Regions from separate parts of the Zea mays genome. Here region 2 is linked to region 1. The links are chromatin contacts, called in public Hi-C maps. All regions are on one chromosome and are shown on one strand. The core of a region is the stretch at or near the end of the contact, and the rest is flanking DNA. Distances in the headings are between cores, read along the strand shown.

The links. Hi-C and Micro-C count contacts between places; a contact is called where the count stands out from the background.
Region 2: a Hi-C map of tassel shows a contact between it and region 1, with 4 times the contacts expected there. The contact joins the promoter of LOC103632191 here to the promoter of LOC103632188 in region 1. A contact is called at or near these places in 6 of 25 Hi-C or Micro-C datasets (bundle sheath, ear, leaf and 3 more).

Annotation. Positions count from the first base shown.
Region 1 is chr7:28,952,997-28,958,229 of Zm-B73-REFERENCE-NAM-5.0, reverse strand. It overlaps LOC103632188 (chromatin assembly factor 1 subunit FSM), which reads left to right and starts at 3,276. Exons shown (of 13, transcript XM_020541190.3): 1 at 3,276-3,540; 2 at 4,168-4,687; 3 at 4,827-4,926. The coding sequence starts at 4,247.
Region 2 is chr7:29,200,402-29,205,634 of Zm-B73-REFERENCE-NAM-5.0, reverse strand. LOC103632191 reads right to left here and starts at 2,243. Exons shown (of 7, transcript XR_002263601.3): 1 at 1,241-2,243.

The DNA of each region.
Region 1 (5,233 bases), core at 2,027-4,526:
CTAGATTTCAATCTGATCCAAGGGAGTGTCACTTAGTGGCCGTGAAGCGAATTCTTAGATATTTAGTCGCTACGCCTTGCTTCGGGATCTGGTATCCAAAGGGGTCTACCTTTGACTTAATTGGATATTCAGACTCCGACTATGCTGGATGTAAGGTCGATAGGAAGAGTACATCGGGGACGTGCCAATTCTTAGGAAGGTCCCTGGTGTCGTGGAGTTCTAAGAAACAAACCTCCGTTGCCCTATCCACCGCTGAGGCCGAGTATGTTGCCGCAGGACAGTGTTGCGCGCAACTACTTTGGATGAGGCAAACCCTCAGGGACTTTGGCTACAATCTGAGCAAAGTCCCACTCCTATGTGATAATGAGAGTGCTATCCGCATGGCGGAAAATCCTGTTGAACACAGCCGCACAAAGCACATTGACATTCAGCATCACTTTTTGAGAGACCAGCAGCAAAAGGGAGATATCGAAGTGTTTCATGTTAGCACTGAGAACCAGCTAGCCGATATCTTTACCAAGCCTCTAGATGAGTCGACCTTTTGCAAGCTGCGTAGTGAGCTAAATGTCTTAGATTCGCGGAACCTGGATTGATTTATAGCATACATATGTTTTATGCCTTGATCATGTTCCTTAATGAATTTTGTTGTTTATTTATGGTGCTCAAGTTGTACAAGCACTCCCCGGACCTCACAAGTCCATTTGCAAGTAATGCACATATTTAGGGGGAGATGTGCTACAACTTGACCCTTTGAGACTAACTGTGTGCTTGAGTTTGCTTAATTTAGTCTCAAAGGAGATTTGAAAGGGAAAAGGTGGACTTGGACCATGCAAGACTTCCACTGCACTCCGATGAAAGAGTAACTAATTCCAAGTTCATCTTTGTACTCTTATTGCCTTTTTACTCTTAGTTGAAGATTTTGGTGAGGCAATGGGGTTAAAGGGCCAAAATTGATCCCATTTTGGTGCTTGATTCCAAAGGGGGGGAAAATAAGGCCAAAGCAAGAAATGGATCAGCTACCACTTGAGAATTTTGAAAAAGGTAGAGTTAGAGTTTTCGTTTGTCAAAATACTCTTTGTTGTCTCTTATTGTCAAAAGTTAGTATCTTGTGGGGAGAATATTTGATTATGGGAAATAGGGGGAGTTTTTGAAATCTTTGAATCAATTTGTCTTTGAACAACTCTCTTTATGCCTCAACAAGTGTGTTTGACTTAGAGATAGGGAATTGAGTTTGATTTGCAAAAACAAAACCAAGTGGTGGCAAAGGATGATCCAAATATGCCAAATTTGAGACAAAACAAATTTGTGTTTTCATTTGTATTGATGTTGCACTTCCTTTTAGTTGCTTTTTATTGTGTTGGCATAAATCACCAAAAAGGGGGAGATTGAAAGGGAAATGTGCCCTTGGGCCATTTCTAAGTATTTTGGTGATTGTGTGCCAACACAAGTGGACTAATGTTAATCTATGCAAAGTGATGGATAAAGTGCAAATCAAGTAAAAAGGTATGTTTCTAAGACTTAGTACATTATTTTGGAGACTAATGTATTGTGTCTAAGTGCTGGAAACAGGAGAAATCAAGTAGGAAAAGAGATGGCTTTGTTCAGCCAAAGACAGCTCGGTCTGGGTGCACCGGACTGTCCGGTGGTGCACCGGACAGTGTCCGGTGCGCCAGGCCGGCGACTGTCAACTGGCTGCTCTCGGGAAGCAATTAACGGCGTACGGCTATAAATCACCGGACTGTCCGGTGGTGCACCGGACTGTCCGGTGAGTCAACAGTCGGCCGGGCCAACGGTCGGCCGCATAATCCGCATGCGACGCGTGGCAAGAGCCAACGGTCAGAAGGGGCACCGGACTGTCCGGTGCGCCAACGGCTCCAAAGCGTCAACGGTCGGCTTCGCCAAATAAGGAAAGAAATCCGCACCGGACAGTGTCCGGTGGTGCACCGGACTGTCCGGTGCGCCAGGCGACAGAAGGCAAGAATTGCCTTCTTGAAATGCTCTCAACGGCTCCTAGCTGCCTTAGGGCTATAAAAGGGACCCCTAGGCGCATGGAGGAGTACACCAAGCATTCCTTGAGCATTGTTGATCACTCACATTTCATTCTTGCGCACTTGTTCGACATTCTTAGTGATTTGAGCTCCGTTCTAGTGAGAACCTCGAGATATTGTCTTGAGCTCAAATCTTGGTCTTGTGTGTGCGTATTTGCTGTGGATTTGAGTGTGTTGCTTCTCTCCCCTACTCTTGTGCTTCATATTGATACTTATTGTAAGGGCGAGAGACTCCAAGTTGTGGATATTCCTCGCAAACGGGAAAAGAGCAAAGTAAAGAAAAACACTGTGGTATTCAAGTTGATCTTTGGATCACTTGAGAGGAGTTGAGTGCAACTCTCGTCCGTTGGGACGCCACAACGTGGAGTAGGCAAGTTTTGTACTTGGCCGAACCACGGGATAAATCCTCGTGTCTCTTGTGTTTGTCCTTATTGTGTCTGTTGTGCTTCACAAGAGTTCTACTCTCTACTCACTTGATTTCATTATACTAACTCTTAATCAAGTTTGTGGTGTTAAGTTTTAAGTTTTACAGGATCACATATTCACCCCCTCTAGGTGCTCTCAATAATCAATCAGTTTAAACTTTATAAAATCCCACCCAACAAATTGCACCCAGATTTAACAGACCATCAAAACCAACGGTTCAGATCATTGGCTAACCCCTTGTCCCTTACTCAGATCTGATGGTCAATATTACTTAGATCATCCCTCATCCCTCGTCACTCATCTCTCTCCCTTCCTCGCCGATCCCTCTCTCGTGCCGCTGCCATTGCCAACCCTCCCGCATGGTGCTGACCACTCCCCTACCTTCCCCCGCGATTCGAATGTCCCCTCCCTGCTCCCCATCCCTTCACTCGTGCCATTGTCGCCGGTCAGCACTTCACTCGCGTCATCATCACCGTCGACCCCTCTTTAAGATCGTAGTGATAACATAGGCTATATAATAGTATTTTAAAATAAAACATTGATTTAAGACACTGCTAAAGATGCTCTAACCGTGAACGTGGCCGGCAGAAATCCTATCACACGTAAATCCTTCGTGACCCAAACAACTCATTTTTCGCCCATGAACCATTTGTGTTGATGTAAGGCTATCTTCGACAGTTTACTTATTTTTATATCCAAATTTAAACTTCAACTTGCGAGCATAATTTATAGTGCAAAATAGAAAAAAAAAAGTATTTTGTGTGACCTGTGATAAACTGCTGCTGTGTTCCCTTCTCGTCTGGCGGGAAGACATCCCGACATGAGCCCGCTCCCCGCCCCGCTCTAGGACCATATCTGCACCGTCCGGTTCCTCGGCCACACGAATCTCCACGCGCCCGGGAAGAAAACATTGCCACCACCTCCGGCCGCTCCGCTCTTTCCTTTCAACCGGAGCGACGAGAGTCGAGAGACACGAGGTGCCGCAAGAGAAAGGGGAAATCGCAGTTATCATCGGGGAATCCGACCCCAAGCATCGAACTGCTTTCGTGCCGTCGGCTCGTTCCCGGTACGCGGTGGCTGATTTGCAGCGAGTTTTTGTGTTTTTTTGGGTGGGGGGGGGGGGGGGGGGGGGGGGGTGCGTTTGGTGCGTCGAACTGCTTGGATTGTGTCGGCTATTTCTTCTTTTGAGGAGTTTATTAATTCCATTTTTGGATGCTTGAATTGGAGAACCGAGCGGAGTTAGAGTCGCGTAACGGTTTCCCCGCGTTTCTTGGCCGCTGCAAGGTGATATGTCTTGGTACTGTAGTTCTGTGCTCGAATTTAAGCATTTTCGCGAAAACCCTTTTCAGAAAGTTCACCCCGTGGATCATGGGTCTCTTCTTCAATTGTTTTCTAAGAACAAGTATCAGTTGTTGGGTTTCTTGTCGGTAGTATTGGTATCACTTGTCAGTAGCCTGATATCTGAAAAAAGAATAGGTTTCATAATTGCTCTGGTGAAGCGAACTGAATTGTTAGTGCTGGTTTCATAGCGTAATTAGTGAATCGATCAGGGTCCCGATATGAATCTAGTAGGATTTGTTCAGCGTCAATAACTGTCCAGATGACGTAATTTTGCTGTCCTCTCATCTGTTCGGTGTCAAATCTTTGCTGGACGATAACTGGCCAGATGACATTTTTTTTTTGCCAAATGTAGGCATGTAGCTGCTACTTGTCAGCTTTCAAAGGTTTCTGCATCTGCATGACGCCTAATCTACATTGTTAAAGGTTTTCTGATGGATGGTGATAAGGTGAAGGAATCAGCTCCGGATTGTGCGTCCGGTGCAGCAGAGCCAACCAAGAAGCAGGATAAGAGGAAACGTGCCTATGCTGAATTTGATGTGGTGGACAAGAAATCTGTATCTGCTGAATGGCAGCAAGAAATGGATGCACTGTATAAATACTACAAGGAGGTTTCTGGTCATCAGCTGAACCCAGAGGAGCTTTCATGCACCACAAATGACTCTATTATAGCATGCTTGCTGGAGGAGAGCAGTCTTTCTTGTGCCAAGTTAACAGATGGAATCTACAAGAGGATGAAGCTGCAATATGGTGTCACTGAGTCTTCAGTGCGCACCTCAGTACTCAACATTGGTAGGAGATCTTCATATGGGATTTCTGCTATGGATGTCAATGGTCTGGAGGATGAGTCGGATTCAAGCCTTTGGTGTTGGGAGGTAATATATAAATCTAATACTTATTACTGTCCTGTGTCATTCGAGAAAAAAACTAATACGTATTGCTTTCTTTTCTGTCAATTTCTCCATTCTATGGTAATCCTAAAGTTTTCTTGATCTGTATATGCCTATGGGACAGACAGAAGATTTGGCATTATTACCCTTGCATCTACGTAGTAGTTTGAGCATTCGACGCACAGCTCGGAAATTAATCCATAAAAGGATTCTGGTTCTTTCGGGTATGATGATTTATCTTCCCCCAGTTTCTCTTTATAAGTATAAAGTTATATGGTGCCAATGTGTTTGTGTTCATAAAATATGATATTTGAACCATTTGATTTTTGATGAGTGCTTGGTAGTTATTTCAAAAAAATGAGTGCTTGGTAGTCCCTTGCATGATCTCAGTGAGTTAGATTATTACTGTTAGCAATATATGCCCATGATTATATTTTTACCATGCTTATCTGTATTTGGTTGAATCAACAAATTCCTCCTGTTACACTTGTCTCTTTTTAAAGATTTTATGTGCATTTTGGAAATGAGCAT
Region 2 (5,233 bases), core at 994-3,493, 250 kb before region 1:
ACGCGTGCGGCCGCGCGAGAGGTAGGCCGTGCACGCGCACGCCGCCAAAACGGGCCACAGTCCGTTTCGATTTCTCTTGCTTCATAGACCCGACGAATGGTGCTTTACCACCACACAAGCAATTGTTTAACTGAATGACTTTGGAATTTTCTCAATCTATGACCTTGGACGGAGAAAATGCTCAGCAGTAGCTAGATGTCGGTTGAAAACAGGGAGATATAATTGTACAGTTTTTTAGGCTTTTTAAGGGAACGATTGGGGTATACATGATATAATTCACCCCTAAAATTTTTTAGCGTCTCTCCAATAATCATTTTTAGGAAAACTTTTTAGCATTCTTATTTTGGATTTGCTCTTAGACTAGTAGATCCTATAAGATAGGTATAGGGGGTTTACACTGTAGACGACATTATATCTATAGTAAAGTTTGAAATGGTAATAGAATATAAGGTAGAATATAAGAGGTGCTGGAGACAACTTTAGATTCTGATTGGTAGATCTTGGAGAGAAGCTTCTAATTTAAATTCAAAAGGGTCCGAAACTCTCAGACATTTTTATTGATAAATGATTGTATATTAATTTTGTGATGACAGTTTTATTTATTGACAAATGATCTGTATTAATTTTATGACATGATTTTTCGAAATAAACTAGAAGAAACCAGTAGCTGAAAATATAGGTAATTATGATTCACTTCACTTATAGCGTTATACTGCATGCATAGAGCTTATTTTCACTCATATAACCATTCCCGGTGGATTGATCCTTAAATCCCCTTTGATCCTATGCAACCGAATAAGAGCTAAGGTCTAGTTTGGAAACTCTAAATATGAAGGACTTCGAGTAGACTAAGATGTATTGAGAGGGGTTTTGATATATTGGAATTTAAACACTACTTTCTATCCCTCCAAACATCTCCAATCCAAGAGTGTTCAAACTAGGTCTGAAGGTGATTAGAAGAAATTAAATTTCTTACTAGTTAAGACTAAATAAAAGAAATTTAATCTTTTTCGATCTCCATGCAATCGAATAAGGTCTAGAAAGTCAAATTTTATAGAGTACAAAATAACTCTACCAAATAGATCAAGCTCTATGGTTTATTATGGAGCGTAAAAATAAGCGTGATTGGCAACAAGAACTAAGAGCAGTGCTAATATATTTGGAGCGAGAACTCCAAACAGGAATCGTTTATATAAAGTAAAATACACAGTAATCAAATCAAGAGGGTAGAGTCACTTACATTTCTAGGACATCTCTGAACAACTCAAACGTCGAGACGGTGGCCGGACATGGCATTCCGGGAAGCAGCAGGGTGCTTCGTTTCAGCGTGAACAGGCATTCCAGCTCCTCTACGCATCTGCTTGCAGAGGGCAGGAAGGGGGTCAGCTCCTTGAGCCATGAGAGGCAGCTTGGGTCAAACGGCAGCGCCGAGAACTGCCCAGAGAACGCAGCCGGCGGCAGAGCCGCAGGCGACAGGATCCCCGGCCGTCCCGGCAGGCTAAGAACGGCTGCCAAGCTGTCCGCGTCCTCTCCGTAGTCCGTAGGAGGGCGGGGCAGAGACAGCGGCCAGATCGCCCTCTCGGTGGCCGCTAGCCTCGCCCTCGCGGAGGCTGAGACAGCGGTGGTGGTGGGCGAGAGTAACCACAGTCGTGGCCGCGGGGACTCCTTTTTTCTCTCTTCTTCCTCTTTTTTTCTCTTCCTTCCTCTTCCTTCCTCCTCTTCTTCCTTCCTCTTCCTTCCTTCTCCTCTCCTTCCTCTTTTTTTTCCTTCCTCCTCCACTGTCTTCTCAGACGGAGGGGGGCTGGAGCACCCCGCCGTAGATCCGTCACTGAACTCCACCCGTGGTGACGACACCATAGACGGTCCTGGTCCTGTGTATTTCATGTCCATGTAGTCGGTTGCGGCGACAGCGGCGCCAAGACCTGTCAGGCGCTGAACGGCGGCCTTGAAGTCGGCAAGCTGGACTTCGATGACCTCGGTGGTCTTCAGTCGTCGCGTGACGGCCGGCTTCTTGATCTTGAGGGACTCCACGTTGACGGCAAGCCGCGGCGGGCGGGGGCCCTGCAGCTGCCGTCTGCGCCCCGACGAGGGGTCCGACGCCGTCGCGTCCATCGGTAAAAAGCAGCTGCAGCCTGCCCAGCGCCTGCTGGAAGGGAAGGGCGGAAGGCAACGTGCGGTGGAATGGCCGAAAACGAGCTAGATGTAGGAGGCTTAGCGTTAGCGGGGATGTGATGTGTCGTGTTGCCGAGGGAATTGGGATCCAGCCGGCTGCCTCGCTCCATCATTGGTAGGGATAGATTCGTATCCGAAAACGGATCCGAATGTCACTATTTACTATATTTTAATTTGAATAGGATACGAATACGAATAATGTCGGATACGAATACAAAATGGATAGTTCGAATTCGAATTTACATTTGGATACTTACTTGATTTGGAACATAGCATCATAACAAGTATTAATTTATTTTATTGATGGATTTATAGTTGATAAAAAACTTATTACAAGTAAATTATGAACAATTTTACATATACATTATTTAGTTGAATATCGTATTTTTAAATAAATTATTTATACCTGGTATATTTATATTTTATACTCTAAATATAATCTTTTTGTATATTAAGTATATTTGTATTTTAGACTCTAGAACTCCAATAATCTAATGTATTCAAAATTAGACTTTTTAATATTAATTAAAATTTATCATTGTATATCACTAATAATGTAAGGTTAACACAGTCATTTGTTTATGATATAAATATTTTTAACATTTTAAATGGTGTACTTCAGTTTTTAGTATATTATTTAATGTTTAAAATCACTTGTTATTAGTAATTAGTAATAAAAGTAAGTTTAAATTGATTTTATTGAATATTTTTTCCTTTCAGATACGAATAGTATTGGATATTTCATGGTTTTGTCGAATACGAATCTTAAATCGGATAGAGAAAAAACGAATTCAGATATGTCTATTTAACATCCATATTAAAATCGAATACAAATACGAATATCCATATTATCACTTTATCCGAATACGAATACGAATAATTCGGATCTCCAAACATCCAAATGCATCCCTAATCATTGGGTTGCAGTAGGTCTTGGGTGCTCATTGATCTCACATTTAAAATAAGTGAGACCATCTCCTACCATTCTCCACCCATATTTGTACTTTCTTCAACACTAAGAAAAACAGCCTTAGATTTAGTAAGTTACTAAATAATATTAGGAAAAAATAACCTTAGCCTCAAACAGTTCCTAATATTTAGATTCTTAAGTGTTTTTAAATTATGCTAACTCAGTTTTTCTAGTTATTACATGTAATTTCAATTTTAGTTTCATTTGTATGATAAAGTTCAATAATTATCGTTCTTCTTTTGATTAATATTTTTTATTCTATATGAATCACGGTCAGATGGTTTTCACTAAATGTTTAGATGGGTCATCATCAGACTTGTCAAACAAGTATGATGAATTAATCATTCGTGCAGTTTAAATTATTCAAAGCGCATCACTTGTACATGGCCATTATCTCAATGGCAGGTAAGTAATTCACTAATTTCATCATGAAATAGCCTATTGGTGTCGGAGACCATAATTAGGGGTACCCTCAAGACTCCTAATTCTCAGCTGGTAACCCCCATCAGCATAAAGCTGCAAAGGCCTGATGGGTGCGATTAAGTCAGGGATCAGTCCATACGAGCGACTCGATCATACCTCGCCCGAGCCTAGCCTCGGACAAGGGCAGCCGACCCCGAGGGATTTCCGTCTCGCCCGAGGCCCCCCTCCAATGGCGGACACATCTCCGGCTCGCCCGAGGCCTTGCCTTCGCTAAGAAGCAACCCTGACTAAATCGCCGCACCGACCGACCGAGTCGCAGGAGCATTTAACGCAAAGGTGGCCTGACACCTTTATCCTGACGCGCGCCCCCCGGCAGAGCCGATGTGACCGTCGTCACTTCGCCGCTCCACTGACCGGCCTGACAAAAAGACAGCGCCGCTTGCGCCACTCCGACTGCAGTGCCACTCGACAGAGTGAGACTGACAGGCAGTCAGGCCCTGCCAAAGACTCCACGGGAAACTCCGCTCCGCCCGACCCAGGGCTCGGACTCGGGCAAAGTCCCAGAAGACGGCGAACTCCGCTCCGCCCGACCCAGGGCTCGGACTCGGGCTAAGTCCCAGAAGACGGCGAACTCCGCTCCGCCCGACCCAGGGCTCGGACTCGGGCTAAGTCCCGGAAGACAGCGAACTCCGCTCCGCCCGACCCAGGGCTCGGACTCGGGCTAAGTCCCGGAAGACGACGAACTCCGCTCCGCCCAACCCAGGGCTCGGACTCGGGCTCAGCCCTAGAAGACGACGAACTCCGCTTCGCCCGACCCCAGGGCTCGGACTCCGCCCTAGCCTCTGCCGAACGACCTCCGCCTCGCCCGACCCAGGGGCTCGGACTCGGCCTCGGCCACAGAAGACAGACTCAACCTCGGCTTCGGAGGAGCCTCCACGTCGCCCGACCTCGGGCGCGGGCCAGCCACGTCAACAGGAAGCGCCATCATCACCCTACCCCGAGCTGACTCGGGCCGCAGAGAACAAGACCGGTGTCCCATCTGGCTAGCTCCGCCAGATAGGCAATGATGGCGCCTCGCATGCCCTGTGACGACGGCGGCTCTCAGCTCTCTTACTGTCGGCGTTTCGGGACAGGGGGGTCCCTAAGCCGACGAGTGAGTGTGCTGCGTGCCCCAGCCCAGATGGGTCGAGCGCGTGGGCGAGCGCGAAGGGGGGAGAGGCGAGGTGGCCGGAGTCGAGCGTGAGAGAGGTGGAAGTCCCGCGGCCTTCGTGTTCGTCCCGCGCCCAGGTCAGGTGCGCTTGCAGTAGGGGGGTTACAAGCGTCCACGCGGGTGAGGGAAGCGAGCGGCCCCAAGAGAGCGCCTGTCCCGTCCTCGGTCCCGCGCGGCCAACCTCCTCTAAGAAGGCCCTGGTCCTCCCTTTTATAGTCGTAAGGAGAGGATCCAGGTGTACAATGGGGGGTGTAGCAGAGTGCTACGTGTCTAGCGGAGGGAGAGCTAGCGCCCTAGGTACATGCCAATGTGGCAGCCGGAGAGATCTTGGCACCTTGCTGGCGTGATGTCGTGGCTGTCGGAGGTGCATCGGAGCCTGGCGGAGGGACAGCTGTTGGAGCGGTCGAGTCCCTGCTGACGTCGTCCTGCTTCCGTAAGAGAGCTGGGGGCCACAGTCG